Regions from separate parts of the Sus scrofa genome. Here region 1 is linked to region 2. A link is a contact called in public HiChIP or PLAC-seq data. All regions are on one chromosome and are shown on one strand. Each heading gives the region's core, a stretch centred on a gene start, on an enhancer-like site or on the middle of the called end of the contact. The rest is flanking DNA. Distances are from core to core; before and after follow the strand shown.

What was found. HiChIP or PLAC-seq counts read pairs in DNA pulled down with a chosen protein or histone mark.
Region 1: a contact with region 2 is called in an H3K27ac HiChIP or PLAC-seq map of alveolar macrophages. The contact joins two enhancer-like sites. A contact is called at or near these places in 1 of 47 Hi-C or Micro-C datasets (liver) and 1 of 2 datasets of contacts at active chromatin or transcription factors (alveolar macrophages).

Annotation. Positions count from the first base shown.
Region 1 is chr18:46,278,239-46,285,887 of Sscrofa11.1, forward strand. No RefSeq gene overlaps it. Among named protein-coding and RNA genes, the nearest start is that of NFE2L3, 32 kb to the left of the region's middle. Within about 2 kb of position 2,698, at least 11 of the 83 cell types and tissues checked have an H3K27ac peak or open chromatin away from gene starts, as enhancers often do. A contact at or near this core is called in alveolar macrophages, where this site is marked.
Region 2 is chr18:46,093,970-46,101,824 of Sscrofa11.1, forward strand. All of the region lies in intron 1 of SNX10 (sorting nexin-10), which reads right to left. Among named protein-coding and RNA genes, the nearest start is that of SNX10, 45 kb to the right of the region's middle. Within about 2 kb of position 2,567, at least 8 of the 83 cell types and tissues checked have an H3K27ac peak or open chromatin away from gene starts, as enhancers often do. A contact at or near this core is called in alveolar macrophages, where this site is marked.

The DNA of each region.
Region 1 (7,649 bases), core at 1,448-3,947, 180 kb after region 2:
TCCAAGTAGAGTCTGCAGGCTACACCACAGCTCACGGCAACACGGGATCCTTAACCTACTGATCGAGGCCAGGGATCGAACCTGCAACCTCATGGTTCCTAGTCGGATTCAATTCCTCTGTGCCACGACAGGAACTCCAGTTTCATTAACTTGTAACTATACGTCACATCTTCTGTGATTGCAAAGAGGGAGCATGGTTATTCGTGGGCCCTCGGGCAGAACAGAAGCATTTCTTGCTGAATCTTCCCGACTTCCTTGAGATGCAGTTTTAATAGTGTAATTCACTTCTGTAATAATACCCTGGTGACCTGGGGACTTTGGGACTAAAGTGACATATACTGTTGAAGCTTCGACTGAGCCAGAGGAGAAGCATCTGGACTGCAGATCGTGAGTGTGGGGCAGAGGTGGGCTGGGCTCAGCAATATACTGAGTTCAAAGACTGTAAAGTCATCCGTGACTCCAGCTTCCATCTGTACCGGCAGATCTGACCTAACAGCAGAATCCTTCACAGGAGTCTAAGCACTGGGAATGTTTAAGAGTCAGGAGAAATGAATGCGTTCAAGGGTCTGTGCATAGCGGGACCTCCCAGGGGTGGCGCTGGGGCTGGTGGGTGAGGAGAGGGGGGCGGGAAGAACAGGAAGCCTTGCAGAGCTAAGCGGGTATCAGAGCCCCTTCCTCTTGCAAAGTCACCACTGGGATTTAGGCAGGGGGCCAGCTACCCTGAGCAGAAACCACTAAACCAGAATTTCTTTCACTTGAATCGACCAGAGAACTTGTTGTTGTTGTCTTTTTAGGGCCAAACCCACAGCATATGGAGGTTCCCAGGCTAGGGGTCCAATCGGAACTGTAGCCACTGGCCTACACCACAAGCACAGCAACGCCAGATCCGTGCTTTGTCTGCAATCTACACCACAGCTCACTGCAACACTGGATCCTTAACCCACTGAGTGAGGCCAGGAATCGAACCTGTGTCCTTACGGATACTAGTCAGATTCATTTCCACTGAACCATGATGGGAACTCCAGAACATTGTTTTTTTTAAATCAGGAAAGAAATTCTGTGTTCACTAGACATTGTGGTGACCATTTCACAATATATGCAATATGCATACATTACATACATGTAACGAATCCGTATGTTCTCCACCTGAAAGCAATATAATATTGTATGTCAGTTATGCCTCAATAAATCCAAGCTGAATATTGGATTAAATGGTGGTTATTGTAATTACCAAGTATGTAAAAATACAAAGCTATGTAAACTTCTGCACGTAGTGTTTATATAATTCCGTATTCCTGTTTCCACATGTAAGGTTAGCACTGTCGCATCCTGGAATACGTATGGATGACCGCTGAACAACGCGGGTGTGGACTGCACGGGTCCACTATGTGGCTCTTCTCCATAAACACCTACCTCCGTTCTATGCGATGGGAGGCTGGTTGAATCTGTGGAGGGCCGACTGCACAGTTTTAAGTGGATTGTCAACTCCGCAGGGGGTCGGTGCCCCAACCCCTGTGTTGTTCAAGAGTCGACAGTATATACCATGCTGTGCCAGTCCCATCATACACACATAACAGTAAAATTATAAAACAGTACAGTGCTGCAGTTCAGCACACAGGCTCTGGGGCCAGGGCCACTTTAGTTCCCATCCTAGAGCCACCACCTCCTTGGTATGTAACCTTAGGAAGTTACTGTTGCTGCGCCTCAGCTAACTTGCTGGGAAATGCACCTAATAGCACCTATCTGGGTTCTGGTGAGGATTAAATGAACGAATCAATGGAAAGAGCTTAGCTCAGGGCCTGGCAGGCAGTAAGCTCTCCGCAGGTACTAGCTATCCCTTGGCCCGTTATCATAAAAACAGAGTCCACGTCTGAATGAAGCCCAAGAATCTGCAAAATCAGTATGATTCATAAGCCACGGTCGTTTGATTTAACAATCGGTTGTTCTGAAACGAGTCGGTTGGGGTGGGTTTATAAAGGGAGGATGTGGTCTCAAGTCCAGGTCTCCATTTGCTTTGGCCTTGGGGTTCACTGCTAAAGCAGAGGATGCCCTGGCCTTATCTGCTCATGTAGAATTAGACCTCATAGTTAATTAAACTTCTACCCTTAAGCATTCCTGGAGGGCCAATTCTAATGAAATGCCACTTGCTACCTCTGTGGAACTGTCTCGTTCATTCACAAGTAAGGTTAGCACTGCCACATCCTGGAAATGGGCATTGAGTGAGTGTCTCGATGCATTACTGCCACCGGGAGGAACGGAAAAGTCCTCCGTTGTTCACTCTCTGCTACAGTCACAATAAACGAACTTCTGCCAGCCAGCAGAGTGCAAAATAGAACCGAAGAACAGAATGAGAACGTGGTTCTGGCTACTACAAGGCGGCTTTCAGTTTGCACATCAAAACACTTGGCACGCTACTACTGATTCAAATTATGTCGGATCCTTCATTGTTCACGTGACAAGAATGTATTCACAAATATAAATAATATACACTAAATCATATGGCAGGCTATTAATTTCTTAAAAAAAGATTATCATCAAAATGAAAAACAGAAAATTGAAAAAAACAATCCCAACCACTACTGTTTTAGAGAATTGGAGACTCTTGAGATTCCAAGGACTCTCTCTCTTTGGTTACTCAGTGCCTGGTATACAGGGGTTGCTCAATAAATATTTGCATCTGAATGAGGAAAAGAAACTAGTAAGGGGAAATGAAGGCCACTTCCATTCCTGTGGTCTGGACCCACAGGGTGAGCCCAGGGTGCTGGGACTTGGAGGTTGGCAGAGCCACAGCGCTCACTTCCGGCTCTGGCTCCAGGCACGTTCAGGGAACAATTAGGAACAGGGCTGGTTGGGCCCAAGATGTCAGGTCTGGAAACGAGGACCTAATTACCAGCCACAGAGATGGAGGGTGGGGCTGAGAGCCTGCGGTTGGGATTATGGCAGAAACTGGGACTGCCAGCCCTGCACCTGGGGCCCGTGTGCAAGACAGAGTCTGGGTAAACCGGTTCAGGGTGCGGGCAGGGAGCGAGATAACCTCTGCCATGGATCAATCTCCCTAAACAGTGGACCATCCATGCCAGGTGCCTTTATATGAAGATGGGTCATTTTGTTCAACCAGAGAAGAATTCATTTGAACTTGAAGTGCCCGACAAACGGAATCCAGGATGCAACCGTCTCTCAGTAGATCAAGATTGGCTCACATCCACAGCAGAGCAGCCCACAGGGTGGCAGAGTCCCGGGCCCAAACCAAGAGCTCAGGATTCCTTCTGGCTCTTTTGGAGCCTGGTATCTGTGTTTTAAACACGCTCCCCACGTGATTCGGATGCAGGAGGCTGCCTCCTTAAAGGCAGAGGCAGACCTGGCTTAGCGAAATAAGCTGCTGAGATAATTAAACAGCCAGACAATCTTTACTGATTTGCTACCCTCTGCAGGGCTCTGGGGCTGGGTTTCCGCAAGAGGTGACTGTCCAGTGGTATTCCCAGTCCTGCCCTCTCTGTGTGCCCCACCCTCGCCGACTGCTTTTTCCTGTAATTAAGCCTCCCTCTTGTGTCCTAGTTTTACTTGCTGGCTCCCTGCATTGTTCCCTCGTGCCCAAATCCATGCTGTATTTGTCCCTTTGTTCCTCTGAGATCGAACTTCCTGAAGCTGTAGGGGTCACTCAGGTTTGGGGAACTTACCTGCCCCGAGCCCGGCTGCAGCTGTATGGGCTCTGTGCCCAGGTCAGCCACAGCCAACTGGAGAGTGACTCAAAAATAACCGCCCTGGGCAGACTGCAGGTGTGTGTTCCTGGGAGAGACAAACTGGTTCTCTTCTTAGGAATTGAGGAGTTTGGAGTCTAGTGTCATCACAGACCGTGTTTAATTCATACCTAGATTTGAGGGACATAAGAAAAAGGACACAGGGTAGAAAAAAAGAGGGGCCACTTTTCAGCTGTGGCAGTTCCACCTCCCCCGAGATCTGGCTGCATGTGTGTCCTTTTCACATGCCTTGCTGTGGACAGGACCGCAAGTCCTAACACTGTCTCCCTGAGCCGGTGCATCCCAGCCATGTCTACACGGGTCTCTCCCACCTGCCTGGACAACCCCCAACCCCGCTCAGCATTACTTTAATTACTCCCTATTACTTTATTGCTCTTACTTGGATGGGCCTCACCTGTGTGTGGCGTGGGGTGTGGGGGTGTGGGGGGAGTGTGGGGTATGGCCCCAGCATCTCAGAGCACCTCATTTTGGGGACTAGCCTATCCCATGACCAGCCATGTCCTTGATACAGCCTATGTTTAGACTTCAGTATAAAATAAGTTTTTTCAGAGTTTCCATCGTGGTGCAATGGAAACGAATCCAACTAGGAACGATGAGGTTGCAGGTTTGATTCCTGGCCTCACTCAGTGGGTCGGGGATCCGGTGTTGCTGTGGCTGTGGTGTAGGCTGGCGGCTACAGCTCCAATTTGACCCCCACCCTGGGAACCTCCATATGCCGCACATGTGCCCCTAAAAAGATAAAAGACAAAAAAAAAAAGTTTTAATTTCTGATCCATTCTTACATTTTGGAAAAGAAATATCACTTCCTTGTTTTTTTTTAAAAGACCAGACATTCGGAGTTCCCGTCATGGCGCAGTGGTTAACGAATCCGACTAGGAACCATGAGGTTGTGGGTTCGGTCCCTGCCCTTGCTTAGTGGGTTAGGGATCCAGCGTTGCCATGAGCTGTGGTGTAGGTCGCAGACGCGGCTCGGATCCCGCGTTGCTGTGGCTCTGGTGTAGGCCGGTGGCTATGGCTCCGATTCGACCCCTAGCCTGGGAACCTCCATATGCCACAGGAGCGGCCCAAGAAATAGCAAAAAAAGACAAAAAAAATAAATAAATAAAATAAAAGACTGGACCTTCTCCATTTGCATCTTTTAAACTAAAATTAGAGTTATCTGAGGGAGGAAATGTGATTTTAAAGGAAATTATGTTTTTCTTTTAGAATGCTTTTTACATGAAGCCCTGATTACATAAAAATTCTGGTACAGGTTCCCCCACCCCTGACGGGGAGGGACTAGAAAACAAAAGTTCCCTAATTAGAGTTTCCGATATAAAACCTGCTAACTTTCAGAGTTCCCTTGTTGTGCAATGGGTTAAGGATCCAGCATTGTCACTGCAATGGCTTGGGTTGCTGCCATGATGCAGGTTCGTCCTTGGCCTGGGAACTTCCACACTACATGGGCATGGCCAAAAAAAAAAAAAAAAAAAAAAAAAAAAAAAAAAAATGCTAACTTTCATGCTTTCTATATCCTGCTATTGCAAAGTGAAAATCCATAAAATTATATTTGTTCTGTTCCTTAGCAATTTGCAGGCAGTACTTATCATGTTTCATGCTTCTAGAAGTCATTGCTGATGTGTAGTGTGTGCCTGTTTTTAATTCTAGAATGTATCTGCTCCTCTTTTTATTTCCTCTTTTTTCCTTTATTAGGATGCTCATCTCTCTAGAAACTGAGCCAGATTGTTCCCAAGACCAGGATTGCATCTCAGTGTCAAAGTTTGCATCTGCAGAGGCTGCTGCCAGCATGGTTGTGGCATTTGCTGAGCTCTCGGAATTCTCTCAAGCTGCAAGGCAATGATATTCAAGAGGCTGTTTTCCTGCTGACTCGGACAATGACCCAGCCCTGGGACTTTTGCTTTTGTTGGTGCTGAAAGATGGCACCAACAATCACGTTGGAGTATGTTCTTTTGTTTGTTTGTTTATTTTAGGGCCACCCCCATGGCATATGGAGTTCCCAGGCCAGGGGTCAAATCAGAGCTACAGCTGCCAGCCTATACCACAGCCGTAGCAATGCAGAATTCGAGCTGCATCTGCAACCTACACCACGGCTCATGGCAACGTTGGATCCCCCGACCCACTGAGTGAGGCCAGGGATCGAACCTGCATCCTCATGGGTACTCGTTGGATTTGTTTCCACTGCACCACAACAGGAACTCCTGGAGTGTGTTCTTGCGGGTGTGTTGGAGTATGAGGAATATTTATTGGGAATGAAGTAACTGTAAGGCTCCGTGCTGGGTGCTATAAATAGGGAAACAATAAATTTTGTTCTAGGATCTTCCACAATAATAAAAGAGAAAAACCATCTACAAAAATGACTTCTGGAGGACTGCTAAAATTCTAGAGCCAGCAGGAAACGTGGAGATGATCTAATCTGTTGACTTTAAATGTTTGCCAGCAACCCACACCCAGCAATAAATTTGCCATTGAGACCAAACACATGTGGATATATACATGTAATTGCAACATGTTTTCTAAAGAGTACTTCCTTACCACGTGCAACATACTCTAATATTTTCTACTTGTTTTGTTCTATTTTCTTCCATTAATTAAAAAGTGCCGTTTGTAATCTAATAAATTGACTTCATGACCCATGAAAAGCAAACTATTATCCGGCGTTTGAGAACACTGATCTGCAAGCTCCTTCGTTCCAGGCCCTGGGAGGCAGCGTGGTATGGCCCAGGCATTTCACTGAGGTTGGAGTCTAGAACTTGCCTTCATTTTCTTCTCTTAACCTGCTAGGTCACAAGCTTGAGAAGATTAGTTCTTGGAGGTGAGCACCAGCCAAACAGACAAGATGACCTGGTGGACAATGTCACCAGGTCATCTGTTTTCCATTCTCCAGTGAGCACCTGGAACATACCCTACGGACTCAGGGGAGCATCTGCATCCTGTGATCAATGATTTGCTCTAGTTTGCCTGGGATTGAGGGAGTTCTTGGGATATCAGGCTTCAAGTGCTAAAACCAGGACAGTTCCAAGCAGACTGGGATCGTGAGTCACACTAGGAGCTGCTTATGTCCTATCACTCTTGGAAAAGGAATGGGCGCTATTTACATTCTACATGCAAACAGCTATAGACCAGAGAGCGCTATTATCTTGATCTTTGGTATGTATTTTGACACCCTCTGGGGAATGACTTGTCTCTGCAAGGCAATACTAACCCAGTGCCATAGACGTTCCCGTGTGTACCTGGTGCCACCAGCCATCTGCCTAAATCCTCCACCTCCGAGAGTTTCCAAAATCGGCCTAGTGGAGCGCTGGTGGCCTAGAAGTCCTTCAGGTCGCTTACCGGTGTCTTATAGGTTGTAGCTATTTGATGCAATGGTTATTTCTAAGTGAAAAGGATAAGAAATGTTAAGAAATGATTACTCCGGAGTTCCCATCGTGGCGCAGTGGTTAACGAATCCGACTAGGAACCATGAGGTTGCGGGTTCGGTCCCTGCCCTTGCTCAGTGGGTTAACGATCCGGCGTTGCCGTGAGCTGTGGTGAAGGTTGCAGACGCGGCTCGGATCCCGCGTTGCTGTGCCTCTGGCGTGGGCCGGTGGCTACAGCTCGGATTCAACCCCTAGCCTGGGAACCTCCATATACCACGGAAGCGGCCCAAGAGATAGCAACAACAACAACAAAAGACAAAAGACAAAAAAAGACAAAAAAAAAAAAAAAGAAATGATTACTCTGAAGATAATAACAAAGATACCTAATATGGAATTAGAATGTTATATTTCTTATAGTTTTTTAACTTTGCATTTTCCCATTTTGTTCTACTGGTTGTAGCCTTTGTATAGGATAAGGAAGTTTCACTTAGGCCAATGGCCAAAGTCACCCCGTTGAGAAATCATGTCCCTGTTC
Region 2 (7,855 bases), core at 1,317-3,816:
AAAAAGAAAATACCAACTCAGTGACTTGGAACCACCTTCCAGGAGCAGAATGCCTCTCAGGGCCTCCCGCCCAAACCCCCAAGAGCCCACCCTCCCGCAGTCTCTGCACATGTGCTCTGCTCCTCCTTCACCTGCTCCCCGCGGACTGGGCCAAGGTGAACATCAGTCCACCTGGGGGCTGGGATCCTGGGACATGGCAAGGCTAAGGGGGCTGACTGATGACAGGCCCTCAAACTGAAGGCCAGGCAGGGTCGGGCTGGAGCTGGAGCCTTGGGGGAATCAGAGGAGGCTTGAGATATGGGGGAGCAGGGGGGCCAAGAGGGGCAGCCGGGGATGCCGGTGGGCAGTGAGATGGAGAGAATGGAAAAGATGCCCAGAGACCTGCCACTGAGAATGGCCCTGACTGTTTTACCTGCACCCCAAGCTTTCAAAGAGGAGATCACTGCTGTGACATTTACACTTCCCCGGAGTTCAGATAAGAGGCAGTGTGGCCCCAAGAGAGACAGACGAAGGTCAGGACCTTGATTCTCAGCCTCCAGTCAGTGCAGTCTGGAGTGCAGTCAGTGCTGTCGGCTGATTGCAGGCCCTGCATGTTCCTAGCTTGGCCACTACTCCTTAAATCCCCATTGATTCCAAAAGGTTGGTGGCGTTAACCCCTCCTCCCTGCCCACTCCCCAAACGTAAACCCCCTGACTATACGCACACATACAGCTTACAGCAGAAAGTAAGGCTGCATGGTCACAATTGGCCCCTATTTTGATAATATAACTCTGACCCCATTTTGCAGGCAATTAGTCTCATCCACAAGTCTTCCCTGATTCTCCACTAACACCCCTGGCACAACAGGGAGTACGAGAAAGCCAGAACACCAGCTCCGGCATCCAGTCCCACAAGGTGTCCGGGAGGAGAGGACCCAGGGCAGGCAGAGGAAAGAGCTCCCGCAGGAGGCGAGCAAACCACACCGTGAGCAGCCTGGAGGCTTCCGTTCCCGGGGAGGGAGAGGGCAGGAGGACCCATGGGAGATTTTCAGTGTTCACGGAAAGAGGAGGAAGAGGCCTGATGATGGCACACAGAGAGGATGCGGGAGAGTGTGCTGGTTAAGAGATGCTGAGCCGAGGAAAAGGGTTCGAGGAGCATGAAATGCTGCCAAAAATGTATGCCTGCATCCTCACCTCTGGAACCTCTGGAACCTGTGCATGCAGGTCATTTGGAAAAGGGGTCTCTGCAGGTGGGGGCCCTAAATCCAATGGCAAGTGTCCTTATAAGAGACAGAAGAATAGCAATCCACACACAGAGGAGAAGGCGGAGGCAGAGACTGCAGAGATGCAGCCACAAGCCAGGGCCACCTGGAGTCACAAAAGCTGGAAGAGGCAGGAAGGCTTTCTCCGAGAGCCTCCAGAGGGAGCACGGTCCAGCCAAGAGCTTGATTTCAAGTGTCTGGCCTTGGGAATGCGAGAGGATGACTCTGTGGTTTTAAGTCACCGAGTTTGTGGCAATTTCTTTTTCTTTTTTTCTTTTTGCTTTTTAGGGCTGTACCTGCTTCATATGGAAGTTTCCAGGCTAGGGGTCGAATTGGAGCTTCAGCTACTGGCCTACACCACAGCCATGTGGGATCCGAGCTGCATCTGCAACCTATACCACAGCTCACGGCAACGCTGGATCCTTACCGCACGGAGCGAGGCCAGGGATCAAACCCGCAACCTCAGGGCTCCTAGTCAGATTTGTTAACTGCTGAGCCAAGAGGGGAACTCCCGTGGGAATTTGCTAGGGCAGCCACAGGAAACTACTACAGAGCGGCCGTGTGGAGATTAGGCTGGAAAGGTAAGCTGGGGTCCTGACTGGGGAGCAGGAAATTCATTCAGTCGCACTCATTCACTCACTCAGCATTTATGGGTCACATGCTGGATTCGAAATGGGACAGAGAGTGGAAAGCAGAGCTGGCTCAGAGCTCACAAGATGACTTCATAATTGTAAGGTGGAAATGACAGGAAAGGAAAGGGAAGGGAAGCCTCTTATAAGAATGGAGAGACTAAAAAACTAAAAAAAGAAAAACCCCAGGACAGAGCGACGAAATAGGAGGTGGGGAAACGTGGCCTGGGAAGACTTTACTGAGAAAATGGCACTGAAGCTGAGGCCTCAAGGGTGGTGTGGTTGCCAGGAAGGCAACAGGAGAAAGGCTTTCTAGGCAGAGGGACCAGCACGTGCAAAGGGGCAGAGGCTGGAAGGAGGCTCAAGAGACCTGGCTGAAAGTGAGGCCTCAGGTTCCCTGCACAAAGCCGAACGCTGATCTGGTGGGTCCTTGACCCTCAGGCCTCCAGCCCTTCCAGATCCCCTTGCCAACTCTCACTCCGCCTCAGGGATCCTGCTCAGACACCACTTCCCTGCTCTTGCCCCCGTTACACAGCGTGTTGTGCAATTAACTGCTGGCATCAACTTCACTTGCATCATAAAACCTGTATTCTGTCTTCCCCAATGGACTGAATTTCTGCAACAGAGAACTGCTGTGTCCTCATGCAAACTTTGCAACCACCCTGTGTGGGAGAGGTGAGCGTCCTCCCTTTACAGGCACGAAAACTGAAGGTCAGAGGATCAAGCGGTCCCAGGTCAAAGGGTGAGGGGAGAGAGCCAGAGCCCAGGGTCAACTCACATGCTTCCCAACCCTGGTCTTCTGACCGCCCGAGGATGCCACCTCAACCATGTGACATGACCAAACAGGGCAACGTTTGGGTCTTCATTCTCCCCGCGGGGCTTGCGCTCCCTGCCCCTCACCCACCCCAGGCAGAAGGACTCAGTAATTCTCACAAGGTGCGGGCCACCCTGAGATGCTAGACACCAAGCCGGCTTGGGAAGCAGGAAGCTGAAAATTCTAAACCAGTCGAATCATCGCAGAGAACACGTGGCCAAGATTTTGTATTTTAGGAATTCCCTGACGGCCAGGCAGTTGAGGACGCAGTGTTGTCACTGCTGTGGCTCGTGTCACCGCTGTGGCTCGTGTCACCGTGGGACAGTTTGATCCCCAGCCTGGGGATTTCCCCATGGCTTGGGCACAGCCAGAAAAAAAAAAAAAAAAAAAAAAAGAATTTCATATTTTAAATCTGGATAGTGGATGGGGGGGTTGGGTTTAGCGGTGGGAAGACTTGCATTTTCCACTCCATCCACTTCCGTACAGTGAACACAAATTAACTTCTTACACTTTACTAAGTACTGATTGTTTCAAAATAAATGAAACACCATAATTCTATCAGAAGCATTAAAAAAGGGAGTTCCCGTCGTGGGCCAGGGGAAACGAAGCTGACCAGTATCCATGAGGACACAGGTCCAATCCCTGGCTCCTCCAGGGTTAAGGATCCGGCGTTGCCGTGAGTTGTGGTGTGGGTCGCAGATGCAGCGTGGCCCTGGCATTGCTGTGGCTGTGGTGCAGGCCGGTGGCCACAGCTCCGACTCGACTCCTTGCCAGGGAACTTCCATGTGCCGTGTGTTCGGCCCTAAAAAGAAAGAAAAAGAAGTGTTAGAAAGAAAAAATGGCAGTCCCAAAATGGAGACACTTGTGCTAAAACCAAGACTTAATACCTAACCAATCTGCTGTTACAACCTTCCCCAGGAATGCAATCCTAACCTGTCAGTGTGGAACTTTCTAGTGAGAGGTCCTTCTTTCCATTTCCCCCAAGGAAGATGAGGTAACCTGCCACATGGACCCCTTCTGTCCCCTATAGCGCACTCCCTCGCTGTATGACCAAGGGCAGCTTAACCCTCCGACCTTCTGTTTTCTTACCTAAAGGGAGGACACTCACCTCTCCCCTCACAGGGTGGTTTACATGAGGGGACCTAGAAACACTCCACTGGAGAAATTCCGTCCACTGGGGAAGACAGAATATACTAGAAATCATCTTTCTGTTTGTCTGTTTTGTCTTCCTTGTCCTCCCTTTGAAAACCTCTGTTTTTTTGTTTTGTTTTTCTTTTTAGGGCTGCACATGCGGCACATGGAAGGTCCCAGGTTATGGGTCAAATTGGAGCTATAGCTGCCGGCCTACACTACGGCCACAGCCACTCAGGATCCAAGCCTCGTCTGCGACCTACACCATAGCTCACGGCAACAACGGATCCTTAACCCACTGAGCGAGGCCAGGGATTGAACCTGCCTCCTCATGGATACGAGTCAGATTCTTTACCTGCTGAGCCACAACGGGAATTCTGAAAACCTCTCCCTTTCTGCAGCCCCATGGAGTTCCCCCTCTACTTGCTAGATGAGATGCTGCCCAATTCATGAATCATTCAATAATAACAACTAGATCCTTAAAATCTACTCACCTGAAATTTGTGTTTTCAACAGAAGAAATAACAGCTCAAACATAAATTACAGAAGCTTTTTACTTCATGTAACATAAACAGCACATTCAAATGCATGAAGAGACGTGATCTTTACAGCACTATAGAAAATGTCACCTGCTACTGGAACTTGCCATGGCATTTATTTACCGGTGGGGAGAAAGAAATTAAATGATAGCACAACCGTTGGTTTGAGATAAAAGGTTATAACATGTCTAAAATTTAGTAAACCAAAGTCGCTAATCAGAAATCACCCCCTAGGAGTTTCTGTCGTGGCTCAGCGGTAATGAACCTGACTAGTATCCATGAGGATACGGGTTCCATCCCTGGCTTGGCTGAGTGGGTTAAGGATCCAGAGTTGCTGTGAGCTGTGGTTTAAGTTCTGGTGTTGCTGTGGCTGTGGCGTAGGCCGGCAGCTATAGCTCTAATTCAACCCTCAGCCTGAGAACTTCCATACGCTGTGGGTGTTGCCCTAAAAAGACAAGAAAAAAGAAAGAAAGAAATCACCCCCCATAAACTACACCTTCCTGGTGGGTTATAAAATTTTAGATCTGGGAGTTCCTGCTATGATGCAATGGGATCACTGGCATCTTTGGTGTGCTGGGACACAGGTTCAATCCCCAGCCTGGCACTGTGGGTTAAGGATCCAGCACTGCTGCAGCTGTGGCAACCCAAATCTGATCCCCGGCCTGGGACCTCCATATGCCGTGGGGTGGCTAAATAAGAAAAATAAAAAAATTTAGATTTATTTAGCTCTCCAAATTTCCCCAGGCTAGCCCACGTGTCTGTCATGATAATGAACTTGGAGAATTCCTGCCGCCTGGAAAGACTTAAGCCAACAAGTGTGGAAACCTGCCTCCAGATGACCATCAACGAGGCTGTCCTTGGAGCATTTTCCCTCCTCAGCACCACTGGAGGCACAGCACACAGCCACAGTCACCCACTGCAGTCCCGTCGCCCTCCCACTGACCCTCCCCGCGAGAACTAGTCAATCTCACAGCCATTCCCGACGGCAGGGATGGTGTCTCAAGCCTGTTGTTGAGGTGGCTGCACACAGGTGACAGGTCTACACGGTCTCCCACCCCTCTCCCGCCCCCCAGGGAAGCACGGCAGCTCCGAGACGCCCCTGAGAGACCCAGCATGTGTGTTCACAACTGCATCACTGCCTTGAGAGCAGCACTTGCCAAAACCAGAAACTTCAGAAGAAACCTGCTCCCATCATCCACCCTAGAATATTTCTTCTATAAAACAGAAAAAGTCTGTGAAACAAACAGAATTCACTAGAGCGGAGGTCAGCGATTTTTTCTGTGAAGGGCCAGATGGTAACTATTTGAGGCTCTGCAGGCTTTGCAGACTCTGCTGCAACTACTCACACCTGCAATTTGTAGTAAGAAAGTTCCCACAGATGAAAAGTAATCAAATGTACATGGCTGTGTTCCAGGAAAGCTTTATCGACAGCAGGTCTACAGTGTGCAGACCCCTGCTATGGAGCAATCAAGAATTACACTGTCACTTCTATACCTCAAAAGCTCTTTCTTAGATCAACAGCGAAACACCTTTGAAATGTTAAGCTGGATCCATAAACCTGTGGTGGTCTCCTCTCTGACAAGCAAATTACTGAGAGTCTGTGGACTCCATATGTGAGTGGAGTGAGAAGAGGCTACTAGCAAGCATAGTTTATATTTTTCTCTGAAATGAAAGTGGAAGGGGGTGAGGTTTAAAGAGCAGAGTTTGGGGTTTTCCTATCAACCCAAGCCTAAGGCTGATTAACCCAACAAACTTGTTCATTGGGAAACAAGCTCTGAATTTATATCAGCACCACAGAGGCATCCTACACAGAATGAAACTAGCTTTAACAAAAATTTATGGTTATTGAAGTTCCCATTGTGGCACAGGGGAAATGACTCTGACTAGTATCCATGAGGATGTGTGTTCCATCCCTGGCCTCGCCCTGTGGGTTAGGGATCTGGCCTTGCTGTGAGCTGTGGTGTAGGTCGCAGACGCGGCTTGGATCCCATGTTGCCATGGCGATGGTGTAGGCTGGCAGCTGCAGCTCCAATTTGACCCCAGCCTGGGAACTTCCATATGCCGTGGGTACAGCCCTAAAAAGCAAAAACAAAACAAAACCTACAGTCACTGATCCCATTCTCCTTCCCACTTAGCTTCCTCACAAGAATTATTCGAGAACCTCAAATGGATCCAGCTCCTGGGCGCCCCCGGAGGTAGACCCTTCTCTCCCTCTAGCTTCTGGAAACTTCTGAGACTGACCCAGGCTATTCAGCCATCTCCTCACTTGAGCCCTCTCAAAGGCTCAAACAGTGAATAAACAATTTCATGAACCAGACGTGTTTCCCTGCATTTCCAACACAGAAGCCAAGAGAAATCGAAAGTGGTCCCAGAAGAGTGTGCAGATGGAATCTTAACTAACGTCACAATGGGCAGGGCCATTCTAAGAGCAAAGGGAGATGAGGATATTTTTATAAGGAAATGAATTTTTGTATCTTTCTTTTCTTTGTTGTGTTAGAAGCAGCAGTCAACCCTCAAACAAAATATGCTTAACCTCTCTTTTCCCTTCAGAAAGCGTGGCCAGGCTCCAAGAGCTGGGGGCTTGAGGCCAGGGACAGGCCTGGAAGCTGAGGGTAGAGGGAGCGAATAAGCAAAAAAAGACATTATTTCCCTCCATGTCCCACCATCTAGCTTTGGTACTAGTTGGTCTGATTCACGCTGGGCTTCGCGCCATCAGGATCACACATTACCTTTTCCATGTTCAAGAGAGCCCACTATGGGGCAGTTGTGCTTAGGGAAAGGCATCAGTTACCTAGTTCCTTTCCTATTACAATTCTGCCTCCAGAGAGGGTTATTTAATTCAAAAAAAAAAAAAGTTAGACAAGACCTTTGTATTAAGGGGGGTAAAGGGTGTGAGGTAGGAACCCCAGTGAACACTTAAAAGGGTCCAAATGGAGCTGGCTGAATAGCCTAGTCAGTCTCAAAGGTCTCTAAGAAGGGGGAAGGGGGGTGGCTACTTCCAGGGACTCCAGGAGCTGTGTTGACTTGAGGTTCTCAAAAGTTTATCGCCTACCCCCCTCAAGAGGGAAACCTCCACCCCCTGGGGCAGGAGGCTCCTCCAGTGTACACAGAGGGAGCTGGGTTCCGTCCACACTAGTGTCTCACCAGCTCACTGCCTCCCAGAAGAAGGGCTGCCCTTCCAGGGAGTTAGTGTTGTGGTCATTGTGCTGCCCTGTGCGATGCCCTAGAGCACTGAAGGTCCCCAAAAATTGTCCAGGACATTCAGAAGAACCAGTTCTAGTGCTATGGTTAGTAAACACCTCCCCACTCTCACAAAAACATAAATACAATAGAAAGAACTTGAGAAAACGGTGATTTTAAAAAACCCAGAATTACAGTAAAGCTGAATAACCACTTTACAGCCACTGCAAATTATGTTACAGAAAGATATTAAGTAACAGGAACTGTTCAAGAAGTACTAAGGTTTTTTAAGCATGTTTTTATTTCTTATTCATTTAAGAAC